Linked DNA regions of Mus musculus: regions 1, 2 and 4 are each linked to region 3. The links are chromatin contacts, called in public Hi-C and HiChIP or PLAC-seq maps. All regions are on one chromosome and are shown on one strand. The core of a region is the stretch at or near the end of the contact, and the rest is flanking DNA. Distances in the headings are between cores, read along the strand shown. Region 1 overlaps Myo16 (myosin XVI). Region 2 has its middle 27 kb from the start of Gm32330. Region 3 has its middle 37 kb from the start of 3930402G23Rik. Region 4 overlaps Myo16 (myosin XVI).

What was found. A called contact is a pair of places that touch in the nucleus more often than the background predicts. HiChIP or PLAC-seq counts read pairs in DNA pulled down with a chosen protein or histone mark.
Region 1: a FOXA1 HiChIP or PLAC-seq map of pancreatic cancer cells shows a contact between it and region 3. The contact joins two enhancer-like sites. A contact is called at or near these places in 1 of 484 Hi-C or Micro-C datasets (bone marrow-derived macrophages), 7 of 115 datasets of contacts at active chromatin or transcription factors (the NIH/3T3 cell line, bone marrow-derived macrophages, embryonic basal ganglia and 4 more) and 1 of 9 other capture datasets (embryonic stem cells).
Region 2: a FOXA1 HiChIP or PLAC-seq map of pancreatic cancer cells shows a contact between it and region 3. The contact joins two enhancer-like sites. A contact is called at or near these places in 2 of 484 Hi-C or Micro-C datasets (embryonic fibroblasts and nephron progenitors), 5 of 115 datasets of contacts at active chromatin or transcription factors (bone marrow-derived macrophages, embryonic basal ganglia, extraembryonic endoderm stem cells and 2 more) and 1 of 9 other capture datasets (embryonic stem cells).
Region 4: a Hi-C map of pancreatic cancer cells shows a contact between it and region 3, with 2.2 times the contacts expected there. The contact joins two enhancer-like sites. A contact is called at or near these places in 3 of 15 datasets of contacts at CTCF or cohesin (the NIH/3T3 cell line, large pre-B cells and stem cell-derived epiblast-like cells), 7 of 484 Hi-C or Micro-C datasets (the AML12 cell line, the C10 cell line, bone marrow-derived macrophages and 4 more), 13 of 115 datasets of contacts at active chromatin or transcription factors (cardiomyocytes, differentiating embryonic stem cells, embryonic basal ganglia and 9 more) and 1 of 9 other capture datasets (embryonic stem cells).

Annotation. Positions count from the first base shown.
Region 1 is chr8:10,628,458-10,631,357 of GRCm38.p6, forward strand. All of the region lies in intron 34 of Myo16 (myosin XVI), which reads left to right. Among named protein-coding and RNA genes, the nearest start is that of Gm32330, 43 kb to the right of the region's middle. Within about 2 kb of position 1,639, at least 48 of the 459 cell types and tissues checked have an H3K27ac peak or open chromatin away from gene starts, as enhancers often do. A contact at or near this core is called in the NIH/3T3 cell line and pancreatic cancer cells, where this site is marked.
Region 2 is chr8:10,645,293-10,647,992 of GRCm38.p6, forward strand. No RefSeq gene overlaps it. Among named protein-coding and RNA genes, the nearest start is that of Gm32330, 27 kb to the right of the region's middle. Within about 2 kb of position 1,444, at least 49 of the 459 cell types and tissues checked have an H3K27ac peak or open chromatin away from gene starts, as enhancers often do. A contact at or near this core is called in embryonic fibroblasts and pancreatic cancer cells, where this site is marked.
Region 3 is chr8:10,964,148-10,966,870 of GRCm38.p6, forward strand. No RefSeq gene overlaps it. Among named protein-coding and RNA genes, the nearest start is that of 3930402G23Rik, 37 kb to the left of the region's middle. Within about 2 kb of position 1,349, at least 111 of the 459 cell types and tissues checked have an H3K27ac peak or open chromatin away from gene starts, as enhancers often do. A contact at or near this core is called in the NIH/3T3 cell line, embryonic fibroblasts and pancreatic cancer cells, where this site is marked.
Region 4 is chr8:10,572,712-10,575,411 of GRCm38.p6, forward strand. The region is part of intron 32 of Myo16 (myosin XVI); the gene reads left to right. Among named protein-coding and RNA genes, the nearest start is that of Gm32330, 99 kb to the right of the region's middle. Within about 2 kb of position 1,355, at least 14 of the 459 cell types and tissues checked have an H3K27ac peak or open chromatin away from gene starts, as enhancers often do. A contact at or near this core is called in pancreatic cancer cells, where this site is marked.

The DNA.
Region 1 (2,900 bases), core at 389-2,888, 340 kb before region 3:
TTGAAATGCTTCTTGTTTACACTGTACTGGACCACACCAGAGTAACATAATGGTACTGGCTTGTTATTCAGAGATACCAAAGCCCCTTTTATCACCTCTGAGACCATCTTACTTGAGTTTTGCAATCTAATAAATTTAATAGATCTAAATGAAGCAAATTAAATGTTATTAGCCCCATAGTGTTTTCCTTTTGGGACAAGCCTCTGAAAATCGTGATCTTAAAACCTCTCTGCGTCAGATATAGAATGTCTAACTTCCATTTAGACATACCTGTGCACGTGCTTATTTTTTTAATGAAGAACAATAATGCTGGTATTCTGGCGTCCCTTTTGTGCAAGTCCGGCACTTCTCCTTTTACGCCTAATAAATTTCCCTTAATCAGGGCTAATCTCTAAAATAGAATCTGAGGAATGTGCTGTGGTATTCTCCAAAGAAAGGGTTTATTCTGAGCTCAGGCTGATTATCGAAACCATCAGTCAGAGTTTCACTTATTGGGGAACCACGGAAAGCTCTTTGCTGGTTGATTCCATTCCTCTGGACGCCCTTCAGTATTGCAAGCCTTCGACACCCTCATTAAGAGGGCTTGCTAATGGTTTGTGTGCATAAGCTTCACATTTTATAATGTACTTGGGAATTTGACTATTTCTAGTAAATACAGCAAAGCTCTCAAAAGAGAGAAAAGGTTTTTTTTGTTTTTTTTTTTTTGTTGTTGTTGTTATTGTTTTTTTTTGTTTGTTTTTTTGTTTGTTTGTTTTTTGATCGGGGAGTAGTGGTTTTTTTAGTTTTGGTTTTCCAGAAAGAAAAGCAAGGTGGGGAGATCAGTCAGCAAAGCATTTACTATGAAAACAACATGAGCTGAGTTCAAGTGCCAGAACCTACCCAAAACAAAACAAAAACCCACCAACAAACAAAAAAATCTTGTACAGACAGCACCTGCTTGTAAACCCTGGTTCTGGAAAGATAGACACACTTGTATCCATGCAGCTGCCTAGCCTTCTTGGGGAAGTCCAGATCAGTGAGATACTCTGCCTTGAAAAACAAACAAGATGGTATCTGAGAAACAATGCCCAAGGTTCACACACACGCACACAGGCACACACACACAGAGGAATGCACAGGAGAAGACACCATGACTCGAGAGATTTGAGATGTTTTCTGTCAAATTCCCTGCCAAGTCTCACTGAGATCAGCAGCTTCCTAGAGACAGGCACCTCTGTGCTCAGGTCAGTGTGATGCTGACTTCAAAGCTGTGCCTTTTGGAGTTTAAATGGAGGGCCACATCTGGCATCTTTTTAGTTGTCCTAGACAATGCTGCAGAGTCCATGCTGCAGTGGAAATGTAGAGGGGTGTTTGTGTCTGTTGCAGAGAGAAGGAGGGCACAGCCAGTGGGGAGCCCAGTGCCATCTGCAGAGTGGAGGCTGGAGTTCCTTTGTCTGGGTTTCGAATTTACTCTTTGTTAGGAACAGGTCTCTGTTACAGGCTTGTCTCACCTGGCTTTCTTCAGTTAAACTGAGTGTTTGCTATGCACTTTCTCTTGTTTTAATTCCTAGCTTAAACATTGTTTCTGTTCCTTTAGTGGTTTGGCTAGCGGGTGGGACACGCATGCTTGACTCATTACATTCTAGCATATTTTATTACTTCTATCACTTTCCTGATATTTCTAGAGCTCAGGCTTTAACCTTTCCTTAATCCCTCCAGCTTGTGCAGTTACAGTTGGCAGCCTTGTGTGTTTTGTGTGAGACTTACCGTCTAGGGGACGTTCCAAGCATCTAATTGATGTTTACCTGCAGGCTTGCTAATTACAGAGTTCCTAAACCTTAAATTTTACTTTTTTTTCCCCATCTGAGATCACTCTCTCCCTATATAAAGGGAAACCTTCCTTTTGAGTCTCTGTCTATGCACGATATCTGAGGACACTTTTTGTTTGTGCACCGTCTTTACTTCACTCTGTGTTTTGAAGGCTAGCTCTGTCAGACAGAGAGCTGGATTGGCTCTCAGTAATTCCATTCATGTTTCTTTGCTCTCCCAGCCTCCAGTATTCCTATTAAGAAGTAAGTGTCTGCTCCTATCATAGGCCCTTTGGATATCAGCACATCCTTTTTTTTTTTTTCAATATTTTTTAATTAGGTATTTTCTTCATTTACATTTCAAATGCTATCCCAAAAGTCCCCCCATTAAACCCACACACACACTCCCCTACCCACCCACTCCCACTTCTTGGCCCTGGTGTTCCCCTGTACTGAGGCATATAAAGTTTGCAAGACCAAGGGGCCTCTCTTCCCAATGACATTCTTCCTTTAGTTTTGTATTCATTCTTTGAAAATTTCATACATGGATACACTGTATCTTGATCATATCCAACCCTCATTCTTGTCTTCTAGGTCCTCTGAGGATCCAGAATCTCTATCATACCTCCCTCTAACTGCATGTCCTTCTAAATGTTTGATTTGGTTTGGTTGTTTGGATGTTTGGTTGGTTGGTTAGTTGGTTGGTTGGTTTGAGCCATTTAGTCCAGTTAGTGCTGCTGAGATGCAGGGAGGAGCTGGGATCATACACTTGGGCTAGTGCAGAAACTACCAGTGTCCACACTCTTGAAGAAAAGCACCTCTGCCTACCCCATGCTGTATCCTGAATGTGGGAAAATTCAGAACACAGGAGACTGGCCTCAGTGGGATCTCACATTAGCAGAGGAGAGCAGAGGGATTTTAAAATGTACCCATGAAGAGTCACATGGATGTCACACACTTACCAGACCCTGACTGTAGCTTAAATAAGTGCCTGGACAGAAGAAGTTGGGTGATAAGCTGAACAAAGCCATAGCTAAGAACACAGACTCTGAAGCCACCTTCTCTGTGTGCTGTTGGGCAAACAAACTTTTCTGTGCCTCGGCTGCCTCATCC
Region 2 (2,700 bases), core at 194-2,693, 320 kb before region 3:
GCTAGATAACTGTTCAGGTCGGGGTACAGTGGTGTAAATTTCTTTTTTAATTGTGTGTTGTGTATGCATGTGTGCATGAGTGTGTGTGTGTGTGTGTGTGTGTGTGTGTGTTCTGCCTGTCTGTCTGTCTGTGTCTGCGCATTTATGTATGCTCTCAGAGACTAGATGTGCCAGATCCTCAAAGACAGTTCTGAGCCATGTCTTATGGGTGCTGGAAACCAAACTCAGGTCCTCTGGAAAAACAATATGCACTCTTAATTGCTGACCCATCTATCCAGCCCTCAATTTTGATATTTTACAATATTTTATAAATAATAATTTTTCCATCTTCAAGTTTTTGTAAGAAAATAAAAGTCCCTATGTTTGCATGAGTGCCCGCTAACTAGAAAAAGACTGTACATAGCTCTGATGTCCATACTACAACATAATGAGTATGTACTCACCAAGCAGAAAGCTTATATTTGGCCCAACTCTCAAAAGCAAGCTAGAGTTCCGGTCATGAGACCATGACAACCTGGACATCAGCATAAAGAACATCAATTACCCACCCAGCGTCCAGAGAGGAAGAGTCTAGAGTAATGTCGAAGCAAGACACAGAAGGATGGGTTCCCCCAGCTTGTGAGAAGCTGTGTAAGCATGAAGAGGAAGACACAAGATTGGAGAGGAAGTTACGTAAGGGACGCTGTGTGCAGAAACCTTGCCATTCCAATGCTAGATGCAAGCACATCCAAGAAGTCCCACTGATTGAACAAGCACACAGCAACACCTAGTGAAGGTGCTAGCCTTTGCTGGTCTCACCCAGATACCCATTTCCCCTGCCCTGGTGCTGGCCTGCCTTCATTGAGAGCAGCAGCATACTGTCTCTCCCAAGCTGACCTCCATCTCAGAATCAGTAACGTTGCTCTCCTTTAGATAAGATGGACATCTGAAGCTAGCCTGGGAAAACACGAGCCTTTCCATCCAATATGTTCAATTTGGAGGTTTGGGTTTATTGTTTTGGGCAGATATGGCCAACTCTGGGTAGCCAAGCTGGGGGCATGCTCTGGGGGGGGGGGGGAGACAAAAATGTTTCCACCTTATTTTAATGAGTTGTGGGTCACCACCAGTATGTTTCTAGGAGGCCATTTTTGTTTTTTTCTCATTCCCTACAAAGTTTGCCCACAGGCAGTATTGAAAAAGCACACAGGACAGAAAGGCCTCAAAAGGAGAAAGGGGAGAGACAGAGCCAACTCACATACTTTCCATGTCACAGTCCCCACAGCCTGACATTCCGTTCCATCGACGAGGAAACAATATAATGTACAGTCCTGTCACCATGGCTATTAATAACTTGGGTGGCTTCCAGAACCACGTGGGGACGGGAATATTCGGTCTCTAGCATCTGCATCATGCTGAGATGTTTTCTTTCTGAGACAGTGACTCTGCGTCTCTTGCCACGTGTGGAGGTTCTAATTCTCCAGGCACACGGATACTCTGATTCATCTCTGATTCACACTGATAAGGGGGAGCATAGGACCAGCGCTTCCAGGGAGACTTAGAAACCAGAGAACTTTGAGTTCCCAAACACTCTGTTAGTTTCCACTCCTAGCCTAGAAAACCAGTGGGAAAATGTACAATGGAGCGGATGGGAAAACTCATCTATGTAGAACTGTGATGTCTACTGGGAACTTGTATTTAAATTTTCTCACAGCAAGCACAGTTAGCAGTTTGGAATCATCACTTTCAGCATGCCTTTGTTAATCCAAACAAGCAAATGCACAAGAAAGGAAAAGAAAGGAAAAAAGGATGGTATGGAGGATGAAAGAAGAGAGAAGGAAGGGAGAGAGGGGAGACAAAGAAAGAAAGAAAAAAAAAGAAAGAAAGAAAAAAAGAAAGAAAGAAAGAAAGAAAGAAAGAAAGAAAGAAAGAAAGAAAGAAAGAAAGAAAGAAAGAGAAGGGGAAGAAAAAACTAAAAACAAAGGAGCATAAGAAGGGAGGAAGAAACAACAAAAGGAAGGGAAGGAAGGAAAGGAGAGGAGGGAGGAGAGGAGGAGGGGAGGACAAAGGAAGGAGGAAGGGAGGAAGGAAGGGAAGAAGGGAGGGAGGGAGAGAGGGAAGGAAGGAAGGAAGGAAGGAAGGAAGAGAGGGAGGAAGAAAAACAAAGGAGCACAAGAAGAGAGGAAGAAACAATAGAATTAAGGGAGGGAGGAAAGGAAAAGGGAATAAAGAAAGGAAAGAAGGGAGGAACAAATGAAGAAAGGGAGGAAGGAAGGGAGGGAGGGAAGAACAAAGGAACAAATGAACAAAGAAAAGGAGGAAGGGAGGAAGGAAAGAAGGAAGGAAAGAGAAGGGAGGAACAAAGGAAGAACAGGAAGAAAGAAGGGAGGAACGAAGGAAGAAAGGAGGATGGAAGGAAGAAGGAAACAAAGGAAGGAAGAAGGAAGGGAGGAAGGAAATGAAAACAAAAAACAGATTTTTTCCCTCCAGCATCCACAGGTCCTTAGAAGAATGGACTTAGATTGAAACAAGCAAAACTCCACAGAGTACACAGTCTGTGCCCTTCTTTCTTAAGAACAAAACCTTTGTTTTTAAGGTTTCTCTTGTCTGTCTTCTGCACCACACTGGCTGTTTTTCCAGCATCCTGCCCTGCAGTCTTTGTTGTGTGTTAAGGAATAAGACCTAGTCCTGTAGTGTGAATCCCTGAGATTATTAGTATTTCTA
Region 3 (2,723 bases), core at 99-2,598:
GGAGGGGAGGGGAGGGGAGACAGAGAACCATGACCACTGCGGTGGAGATCCAATCACAGTGTTAACCGCCACTGCCAAAGACTGCATCCAAGGTTAGTCTTATTCTTAGAAACGGTAACTAGTATTTCAAACACAGCATCAAATGTAACTTAGCAACTCTCCATTAACTTTTACCTACAGAGAGGGACATTACCTCTTCTTAGAAACCACCCAGTGCGTTGTATCACATTTACAAAAACTTGGGGTGGAGTCCAAAGCAAGAATGTATCTTTAGAGTTCAAGGAATTTGGTACCATCTATGGTAGCTCAACACCTGAAATCTGTGCTGGATTCTGTTTACAAACCCATGAAAGGAGACGTGTCCCAGGGTTTCGAAGGGCCAGTGATCCCAGGAAAAGACAAGCAGCGGCCCTGGGGATCTTACTCCATCTTTAATAGTACCTCACAGCTTGTTAGACACAAAGTCCCCTCCTCAGAGTTAGCCTCGCATAGTCCAACAGTCCAGGAAGGATCTCTCAGTTCTCAGGCATCAGTGAGCCAGGGGAAGGCTAGTGCTGGCACAGGGCTGCAAGTGTTTCTTTGGCACCATCTCACAGATGACCTGTTCTCTCTCTGCTGGTCGGCTAGAGGACAGAATTTTGCTATCTCTTTTAAAACCCAAGTGCAGCCATTTGGGCCCATTTCTACATCGGTCCATCAGTCATTCACAACTTAGTCATTCACACAGTATGCTCGCTCAGGCTGTGGGAGGAGAGGAGACAGACGGAGCACCCCACCCCAAGGGGAGTTTTCTGAGCTGTGGTGTGTCCGGAACTGTGGCTAAAAAGCAGAACAGAGGCCACAACGGCCACAGAGGCAATGTGTACTGTTGCTATTTGATCTTCCAAACTTGAGACCTGGGCAGAACCCACTTCGTGTCCCCAGTATCAGTATAAGAGAAGGAGCTGAAGTCGGTGTCCTGTGCATTGGTGGCAATAAGATGACCGTGTAGATTTTTAAATCTACGGAAGAAATGAGCAAATATTGATGTAGAGGAGGGGTCTCTGCAGGACTTTAAAGGAAGAGTCATCCAAGCAGACCAAGAGAAGGGGGGACACATCTGTGTCACCTCCAGCTTCCCCCTACTCAGTCCATGGAACAATCTTGTTTTCTGACTCCTGCTTCTGAGCATCATTTGCTCCAAACGTCTGTGTAAAAGGGAAGCATTAAACGAAGCTCCTGGGTCGGTAATTAAAGGCAATGATTTCAGCGGATAGAGTTTTGTTTTCATAATCTGCTCTTTGTCTGCACAGAGCCAGCTCTTGGCTGCATCTGCCACCGCTGGCCTTTGCTCTGTTTACTCTGAAGAATGAGGCGCTGTTCTGTTTGTTTCTCGTTTTCAGTCTGTAAAACTCTGTTCTCTTGGTTCTCTATTCCAGGAAGGAAAAAAAAATAAAAGAACAAGGCTCTTTAAATATCACAGCAGTGACTACTCACCCATACACACAGCCTCAATATTAGCGATGACAGACACTCAGGGGAATGTGCAAGAATTTTCCCGCTGCCAGCCTTGCTCTGGCAGGTGGACCTCAATTGAGAAAAGCACTTTTTATTCAGCTGTCAATCACTTGGTGTACCTGGCTGCATTGCACCACTGTGTGTGTGTGTGTGTGTGTGTGTGTGTATTTCAAAAGGTCATTCACCTGTCTTAGGGTTCAAAGGGATTGTTCCTTTTACTGTAGGAGTCACTGTGGTGATATATTAAGACCCAGCTAAGGAAGGTGACTTAGTAATACTGTGAGATAAGAGTGGGAGGAAAGATTAGGAGTGTGTGCACAGAATCCCAACAATGAAGAAAGGAAAGGGGGAGGGAGGAGGGGGAGGGAGGGGAAGTAGGATGGGGAAGGAGGGAGGGAGAAGGGAGGGAGAAGGCAGAGAGGGAGGGGGAGGAAGAGGGGTGGAGTGGAGGCGAAAGGGAGGGGAGGGGGATGGAAGAAGGAGAAGGGGAGGAGGGAGGGGAGAAGAGAGGGAAGGAGGGAGGAGAAGAGGGAGGGAAGGAGGGAGGAGGAGAGAAAAAAAGGAAAGAAAAAGACAAACTGACATACATACAGACAGACAGACAGATACATTCCTCTGTTGAAAAGTGAGTGAAAGGGGACTGGGGTGTCTGGCACACTGGCAGAGCGCCTACCTTGAATGTGCAAGGCACTGAGCTCCTACTCAGACTTCATTTTGAAAATGACACCCCCTCCCTCCCTCCCTCCCTCCCTCCCAAAAGAAAAGATGTACATAGGAACCACACCGAGGGAACCTTGTTACAGAAGAAAGGGAATTGGGTAGCTGAGGCCACTACCTGGTTCATTTTCTCCACATCTTCCCTCTGACAGTGAACCTCCACTGCCTGCTCAGATCACGGGTGCAGGTCAAAGCAAGCAGTGAGTCACGCCAGTTTCACTGCCTGTGTAGACTGTAGGTTGTGATGGCTCTTCGCTGAACTTAAGGCTTTAGCTAGCCTGCTGAGTGGCTGTGTATGATAGCGACTGTTAACTATCAGCTTGGCAAAATCTATCATCATCCAAGGATGGGCCTCTGAGCATACCTGTGGGAGATTCCCTTCGCCCATGCCCACTGATGTGGGAGAACCCATCTTCACCGTGGGCAGGACCGTTCCCTGGGCAGGGGATCTGGGTTATATTGTAAGTCTCTGGTGAGCCTTAGCTTACTGGGGACTCACTGAGTGAACG
Region 4 (2,700 bases), core at 105-2,604, 390 kb before region 3:
AAAAGAAAAGGAAAGAAAAGCTGCTTTGAAGCATTTATGATCACTTCTGTAATATCAGGAATCTTAATGACATGAGCCTCGGCTGTTCCCACCCAGATGCAGGAGTTCCCAACATACACTTAATGGAATTTTCCCAAGCCTGTGAGGGAAATGGGTTTATACGCTTGTGTGACATGCTCCCCTGAGATAGAGCAGGGCGATCTCTGAGACTGTGAAAGGGTTATGGTAAGATAGGGAAGGGAGAGATTTAATGCCCCTGCCGTGTGCTGGAGCAGCTTACATGATTATTAAGGCTTACAGGGTTTCATCCTCAGGAGAGAAAATCCACTTTCTACTGAGGGATCCCCGGGGTTACCATTCATAGTGAATCACAGCTCAGGCTCCCAATCGTCTTCTCTTGAATCTTTATTTTGAAAGACATTTTTATATCTAAAGTCATCTAGTGTGTGGCTAAGTCTCCCTTCTGGCAGGCATCAGTGGTAGCTCCCATTAATACCTGGATGGCTGTGAAGCTTGGAGATTGGCGCGCACGTTTTGCAGAGTGGGCTCACAGGGTTTCTTTTGCTTTTTAGCATGGTGACTTGGAGAGCACTAAACTGTCAGTGAATTTCCCGTTGCAGGTATTTTGAACACAAATGTGTTATGCAATAGTAAGGGAGAAATTGTGTACAGAAGTAAGGTCGGTTCTCTGGTATATAATTCTATCCCAGGACTATTCTGGAGACCTCCTTGTAGGATTTCATGAATAACAGTGTACATTAAAATAGTTCACTTTCTGTTTATCTTTGAGACAGAGTCTCAATTTGTAGCCTAAGCTGACCTCCAACTTATGGCAACCCTCCTGCCTTAGCTTCCAGAGTGGTGGGATTTAACAGGCACAAGTCAACATTCCAGGCTTTAGATTTTTCTTGTGAGCTAAATAATCATGGACATTCTAATAATACAGAACACAGAGTTGGGGGTGGGGAGAGGCACATAGACCTGACTGAAAAGATTAGCCATGTTGGACTAACAGCAGTGGGGGGCTTCAGGCACCATTTTTAACAGCCTGCTGCTCCCACACTCTATTCTGAGTTAACTACTACGAATATGCCCATAATACAGGTGGGGAAACAGAGGCTCAGAGAAAAGATAAGCTTGCCTAGTGTTCCTCTACAAAGCCTGACAGAGCAGTGGGTCTGTCCAGTACAGCTCTTTCCACAATTCTTTCCTTGATGCTGCCTGAGAAAAGACCAGGGGTAGAGGGGTTAAATACATATTTTATTGCTTCCGTGTGACAGTAACAGTCACAGAGCTTGGGTGAGAAAACTCAAGACTGTTGAATATGTACTTTTCGGGTTACAGGTAAACAGTCCTATAAATTCCAGAGACAGAATTAGACCAGTTAAGCCATTGAGGTGAAATATGACCAGATAGTTATTTGCCTTTGCCCTGTAAGAGCTAAAGTTTCAGCTAACTGCCACAGGGTTTTCTTCTGATGATCTGAGAATCACCATGCTAATTATTTCTCGTTGCTTCCTTTGAAAATGTGAGGCCCTTTTCAAATGGCAAAGGAGGCTTGGCCAGGACACCAGGAGGCGCTATTGCTCTGAGTGGTAGTTCCCGGCATGTTTGTCTTTATGGACTCTTAACTGAAAGTCACTGAACAGGATCCCAGGAAGATGGGGTATCCACGGAATACAGCGTGTGGTAGAAGTCTGAGGAGAAAAGTAGAAGGGAGCCAGACAGAGCTAAGATGAGTTTGATTCACAAGTTATTCCCTTAAAACACAACGAAAGCACAACACTCATTTCATTATTCCCTGACCCCGTGAATCCAGAGCGTTCCAGATGTAAACAAGTACTTGGAAATGATTACAGCAGAAGACTACTATAACATGTCTTCCATACAGTAGCTGGGTTGACTACTGTATGGAAGCTCTACCTTCTGTAGAGGCCAAGAGGCACATAGAGGCTTAAATATAGACGGAGGCATAGATATACAGATATTTCCTAGATCCAGAGCCTGGTAGCACTTTCATTTAAGGCTTGCTTAATCCAAGTAGAAATCATCATAAGTTTCTGATATTCTACTCGATTATATAAACATTTCAGATAAAGAATATTTTGAGTTTGGAAGTCTGTATTTTATAAATTAAATCTTACAGAACCGTGTTTTTATTTTCGAATACTGTTTGTTTTAGAAGGGCTTTAAAGTTGGCCTGTGGAAGGTTTTGAGTGTACTGGAGGGAATAGGTTACACAAGTAAGTACCTTGTGGTCTGGGATGCTTTGTCTTTCTTTTCTCACACCACTCCCCATCACTGGGTGAACTGGAAGTGCACGCTGGGGCTCAACCTTTGTTAATATTTATAAATACCTCATGTTTACGTTCTTCAACAGGAAAGGTATATTCTTAAGTGTCTTTACCTCAGACAGTCACTGCACCCAGTCTAGGCCCATAGGGTGCCCACTACCCACAACAAGGCTGATTCTGGAAGCTAGGGTTCACTATTCATTGTATAACCACAGCAGTTTGCATGCCACAAAACAAAACAAAACTAAACTAAACTAAAAACAAAAAACAAACTCCCAACAAGATTCCCCATTCCATCTTGTCTTACGCAGGAAAATAAAGGCAGCGGCGGTATCTTGATTCAACATTTTACAAAGCGTTGATGCTTCTGTGACAGGTACAATGCTGTACCCTAGACACTGCTTAG